Linked DNA regions of Ovis aries: region 1 is linked to region 2. Evidence: chromatin contacts called from public Hi-C data. All regions are on one chromosome and are shown on one strand. Each heading gives the region's core, a stretch centred on a gene start, on an enhancer-like site or on the middle of the called end of the contact. The rest is flanking DNA. Distances are from core to core; before and after follow the strand shown.

Evidence for each region. Hi-C and Micro-C count contacts between places; a contact is called where the count stands out from the background.
Region 1: a Hi-C map of hypothalamus shows a contact between it and region 2, with 2.9 times the contacts expected there. The contact joins the promoter of WNT9B here to the enhancer-like site in region 2. A contact is called at or near these places in 6 of 16 Hi-C or Micro-C datasets (hypothalamus, liver, mixed tissues and 2 more).

What each region holds. Positions count from the first base shown.
Region 1 is chr11:45,088,129-45,090,828 of ARS-UI_Ramb_v3.0, reverse strand. It overlaps WNT9B (Wnt family member 9B), which reads left to right and starts at 1,369. Exons shown (of 5, transcript XM_042256824.2): 1 at 1,369-1,504. The coding sequence starts at 1,425.
Region 2 is chr11:45,008,585-45,011,284 of ARS-UI_Ramb_v3.0, reverse strand. It overlaps GOSR2 (golgi SNAP receptor complex member 2), which reads left to right. Exons shown (of 5, transcript XM_027974390.3): 5 at 1-290. Among named protein-coding and RNA genes, the nearest start is that of GOSR2, 22 kb to the left of the region's middle. Within about 2 kb of position 1,439, at least 4 of the 54 cell types and tissues checked have an H3K27ac peak or open chromatin away from gene starts, as enhancers often do. A contact at or near this core is called in hypothalamus, where this site is marked.

The sequences.
Region 1 (2,700 bases), core at 120-2,619, 80 kb before region 2:
TGATTTGAATTCAGGTCTCTGCTCACCACACTGGACTGTATGCCTCAATAATACACAGAACCGTGAGATGCGATATCACTGGCAGAGTTGTTAAAGATCGTCGGTTAACCGCTGCCCTTATTGGACAGGGAAACTGAGCTCAGAGAGGCTCACTATAGCCGTTAATATGGCAGCTGTTAATACGTTAATATGGCAGCTCCCATCTTCCCCCAGTCTCCCAGCGCCTTCCTGTTCACAAAGCCAAGGTCGCTGTCACCTGATGTTCTGCATGCATGGTTATTTTTTGGAAACTTTACATTCAGATCTTGACATTCAGTGTGAGTTATGTTTTGTTTTGCTCGATTTGACCCAGTATTCAATACTCTCAAAAACATAGTAAACCTTGATGGGGTGGTTTGCTGTGTGCCTCCCTCCCAGATGGGAGCCACCTATTTCCTTGGTCACTGCATTTTCACTGCAGGAATTGGGGTTAGACTTAAAAAAAAAAAAAGAATAAGCAGGGCAGAGCTTTATGACCCAACACTGAACATATCCATCCTGTCTGACAGAAGTTCTGGGGTCTATGCACTTTGGGAAGTAAGTTCCTTCCCACCCCGTCCCAGGCTTTGCCCTCCCCACTGACCAGAGAACTTGGATTTTTGTTCCATGAACATCAGCTAATGCTCAGTGAGGCCTCCTCCCCGACAGACTCTAGTTGAGAAACTGGGCTCCCTTATCCCGCTTCCTCTCTGACCGTGGGTATCCCCGTCCCAGGACACCCTGTGCATTTTTCCTGTGTCCACAGCCGGCCCTCCTTCAGTGTCGCGGAGCTGGGGCAGAGGGGCCCGCACCAACCGGCTGGAGGGTGGATGAGACACGACTTCTCAGACTCCAGGAGCCTCTCTCCTTTTGCCCCTTCCTGCGGGTACCTCCTGCGGGTACCTTCCTACGGGTACGGGCCCGCACCAACCGGCCGGAGGGTGGATGACACACGGCTTCTCAGACTCCAGGAGCCTCTCTCCTTTTACCCCTTCCTGCGGGTAACTTCCTGCGGGTACCTCCACCCCGCCCTGAGAGGCAAAAGCTCCCTGGTCCCTGCTACGTATCCCCATCCTTGCCTCTCCAGTCCCCGGGTCCTTCAACCGCCCAGTCCCCAGACAAGCCCTACGTCAGGTGAGCTCTCACCTGGGGAGGGTGGGCGGGGGGCCGGGAGGCGGGGCGGGGGCGGACCTGGAGAGGTGGCCCCACCCCCGGGGGCGGGGCAAGTCTGCAGGGCCAATGAGGCGGGGGGCTCGCCGCTCGGGGACGGGTGCCGCCAGCGCTGCTCCCTCCCCGCCTCCCCGCTCCGCCCTGCTTGGGTTTAAAGCCCTGCGGGCGGCTGGTGGCTGCGCTGCGAGCGCTGCGCGGCGCGAGGAGATGCGACTGGGCTCCGCGCCGCCGGCATCATGCGCCCCCCGCCCGCGCTGGCCCTGGCCGCGCTCTGCCTGCTGGCGCTGCCCGCCGCCGCCGCCGCCGCCTACTTCGGGTCAGTGCCCGCCGCGCCCCGGCCCGCCTGCCTCCCCCTCCTCCCGCTTCAACAAGGCCAACTTTTCCCTTCCGCTGGCCCCGGCCCTGGCGGGATCTCGAACTCAGACCTTAGCACCCAACCCCATCTCGGGGTGGGAGTTAGTGCCCAGAACTCCTCGGGCTTCCCGGACTGGTCCCGGATCTCACCTTCCAGCGTCCGAGCTCTGGTCCCCTTCACCTCCGCTTTTCTCACCCAGTCCTGTCCGAGACCTCATCCTGCCCACTAAGCCGGATCTCGGATCCCGGTTCAAGCTCCGGGACTCTGCAGGCGTCTCGGACCTGGTGCCTGTGCGCCCCAGCGCGCCCTGTCCCTGCCCGTCCAAGGAGTCCCTCCCGCGCTCGGACGTCCTCTCCGATCCTCACTTGCGCCCTGCCCGTCCCCATCCTGGGCTCTGTCCAGCCACCAATCCTTGCCTGGGGCTCCCTTCACACCTTCTGCCTTAGCCCTGCGGAGCTGAGACCCGGAGGACTGGATGGATGGGTAGGGTGGGATGTTCGGGGGAGGGGATCGCGCTGATCCAAAAGGGATGGAGGAACCTTCAGACCGTGCGGAGAGTAGGAGGGAACCGTCTGTGGGGGAAATCCAACCAAATCTCAGACCTGGCATCAGGTGAATTCTCAGGAGAATGACGAAGAGAGTAAGGGGGAGGTGGTGTATATGATTGGAAAAGGAAGCTCCGAGCTGAGGGTGACATCTGGGGAGAGAATGGGTGGGACCGGGCAGTGTTTGGAGAGCAAGTTACAGGGTAACTGACCCTCCTTCTCTGAACCTGAATTGCAGGGACTTGGTAGAGGAGTTGGGGTCGTGGGTGCGAAGGGACTTTCCTGACCTCCCCCCAAAGTCTACTCTAAATATATACAGTCTGTTTCTTTAAATCATGGCACTTTTTGTGATCCTCACTCAAATCAAGGTGAGGCTTACAGTCTGACCCAAGCAAAGGCAAAAGCAAGCAAGCCAACAAAACCCAAAAAACATAAACCACCAAGCAAGTGACCTGGCAGGGAGGGGCAAATAAGGGTCAGAGAAGGTCTGAGAGGTCCCTCACAGGAATAGGGCTGTGGGCTAATTTCCAGGTCATGACCCCTGGTTAAAACATGCCTTGGCTGTGGGCAATGGCCTCTCTTGAAATATATAGGGGGTGGGGTGGGAGTAAT
Region 2 (2,700 bases), core at 190-2,689:
ATTTTGGTGTTCCTGTTGTGGATTAAGAGAGGTGGGTTGTCCAGAAACTTGGAAATAACTTTCGTTCCACAGATGTTTACTCCAGGTGTGATCATCTTAAGAAAAGCCAAACTCCCAAGACCAAGTAAGTAGGAGAGTCTTGATTTTATAGAAGGCTTCTCTGCTGGGTTTTCTCTTAAGACCTTCACCCTGATGAGTTTAAATGGGTTTGACTTGCAAATTTGGCTTTATGCTCCTTGTTTTCGAAACACATCAATTGAATAAAGTTGCCATTTATTTTATTTAGAAAATGACATTTTGTAAAGGAGTTTGACATTCATCTTTATAACTAATGGCCCCCTTTTTCTGTCAAGCCAGAGATTCTGAAACACTGTTTCAAGACCAAAGTTGGGGTTGGTTGCCTTAGCAGCAGCGGGGGAACTTTTAAAAAATTACAGATTACTCAGGCCTACCTTGGGCCTTCTGAATTAGAATATTTTTATATCTCTGAAGTTATTCTGATGTGTGTCTTGGAAGCTTTTCTCCTAAAGACTAGAGCATTTGAAAACTTGCTGAACTAATTCAGCATATGTGAGTGGAAAGCAAACTTATCAGGTCCAAAATAAAGTCTTAATTGGTTTCTGTCTTATTCCAGGAAAGATTTGAGGAGAGTTAAAGAAAATAACTAAGTGAATAAAGAAGTGAAAACTAGGAACAAGTCAGCAGAATGTCAGTGCCAAGAAAAGGACACTCAGGTGCACGTTGTGAAACCCCGCAGGAAGGCTCTGAGGGGTCCCTGACTTGGCCTGGAGGCCCAGGAGGCCCAGCGAGGAGAGGAGCATGGCCTGGTTAGTCCGTTGAGGGGTAGGATGTCGTACTTGCTCAAGAGGAGGGCCTAGACCTTGACGACTGCTTGCTTCCCTGTGGCCCTTATTGTAAGTGGAACATGGTTTCTGGGTCACCTGTGTAATCTTCAGAAACCTTACCAGTTAGGTTGAGAGTCCTTCCATTTGTGCAGATCAAGAGGCTGAGCTTCAGTGACTTTCACAAACCCCCGCAAGGAGTCCTGGAGGAACCGGCCCCTCTGACTTCACAGCCCAAGCACATAACCATGGCGCCTGCCTGCCTGCCTCCCCTGCTCGGAACATGATGCAGGAGGCTGGGGCAGCCTGGGTGAAGAGCTGTAGCACATTCGGTGCACCTTACATGGCAGGTTCTCTGCTCTGAAATATTTTCCTGATTTAGAGGGCAGGGGTGGGGAATTTGAGGAGGCCCTCCTGGAAAGAGAAGGCAATGGCAGCCCACTCCAGTACTCTTCGTCTGGAGAATCCCATGGACACCGGAGCCTGGTAGGCTGCCATCCGTGGGGTCGCTAAGAATCGGACGGGACTGAGCAACTTCTCTTGAACTCTCTGGAAGTGGTGAATGGGAGCTGTACTCAATCTTTCCACTAGGGGGAGACATGAGCCTTTCGGGCTGGTCTGCCCAGCACTCCACTCTGCCTTAGGCCTGGTGCGTTTGCAAGAGGAGGAATCATCTTCAGATTCAGTTTGTTTCCTTATAGAAATTACTGCTGAGCAGCGGCTTGGCCCCTGTTGCTCTCAGGGTATGGCCAGCAGCACCTTCTGAGATCTCAGTTCATTCTAATTTCTAGGGCTCCCCTCACTTTAAGTCTCACAGCACGTGGGTGTGTTGCAGACAGACGCGGCAAATGCTCCCCGGGGTGTCAGCCCCTTCCCCTCTCTCTGCATCTGTTCATGTCATAAAGCATATTGGAGCCGAGGGAAGGAGGGCGGCAGAGGATTCTGCAGTCCTTGGCCCCCTTGGGTGCCATCGGTAGTCCCCCCACCATGGAACCTCCGTTGTGTACACCTCCCTGCCTCATCCCCACAGCCCACTGGCAGTGGGCTCTCAACTTTTGCTCCATGTTGGAATCCTCTCCAGACCTTTTAAAGACACCTGTGTGGGGGGTCTTACCCCAATCCATTATGATTTAACTGGCTTGGGTTGTAGCCTGGATATGGGGGATTTGAAGGGTTGCCAGTGCAGGAGACTTGGGTTCCATCCCTGGGTTGGGAAGATCCCCTGGAGGAGGACATGGCAACCGACTCCAGTGTTCTTGCCTGGAAAATCTCATGGACAGAGGAGCCTGGCAGGCTATGTTCCATGGGATCTCAGAGGTCTTGTCAATGACTAGACAACAGCAACATCCATCAGCCTGTGACTGTCAAAGGCAGTGAGGGAGAGCTGCTGGGAGGGCTGCCTGTTAGGCTCACAGCTCTAGTGCGTCAGCTCAGGGCCCATCTGAGGAGTGGTTGCTGCTCCGAGGCTCAAGAAGCCTGCAGTGGAGCTGAGTCCTGGGTGGACAGTCACTCGGTGTGGGCTGTGCCTAAGGAAGGCGCTGCCACCCCTCTTCCCCCTCCCAACCCAAGGCCATGGCCCCATATTCTTTCACCTAAGACAGCTTGGGCAGATCCTCTGGCTCCACTCCTCTCTTGGCACCTGCTGGCAGGTTTTTTGTTTTTTTTTTTTGCATGCAGTGTAAACTTACGAGTTGTTTATTTCTGGAATTTTCTATTTAATGATTTTAGACTGTGGTTGAACAGAGTTAATTGAAACCATGGGAGGCGGAACTGTGGATGGGGGGTGGCAGGGACACTACTGTGTCCAGAATTTTCCAAAGTTCTGTGACTCATTCCAGCCAAGCTGGATAGAAGTGCC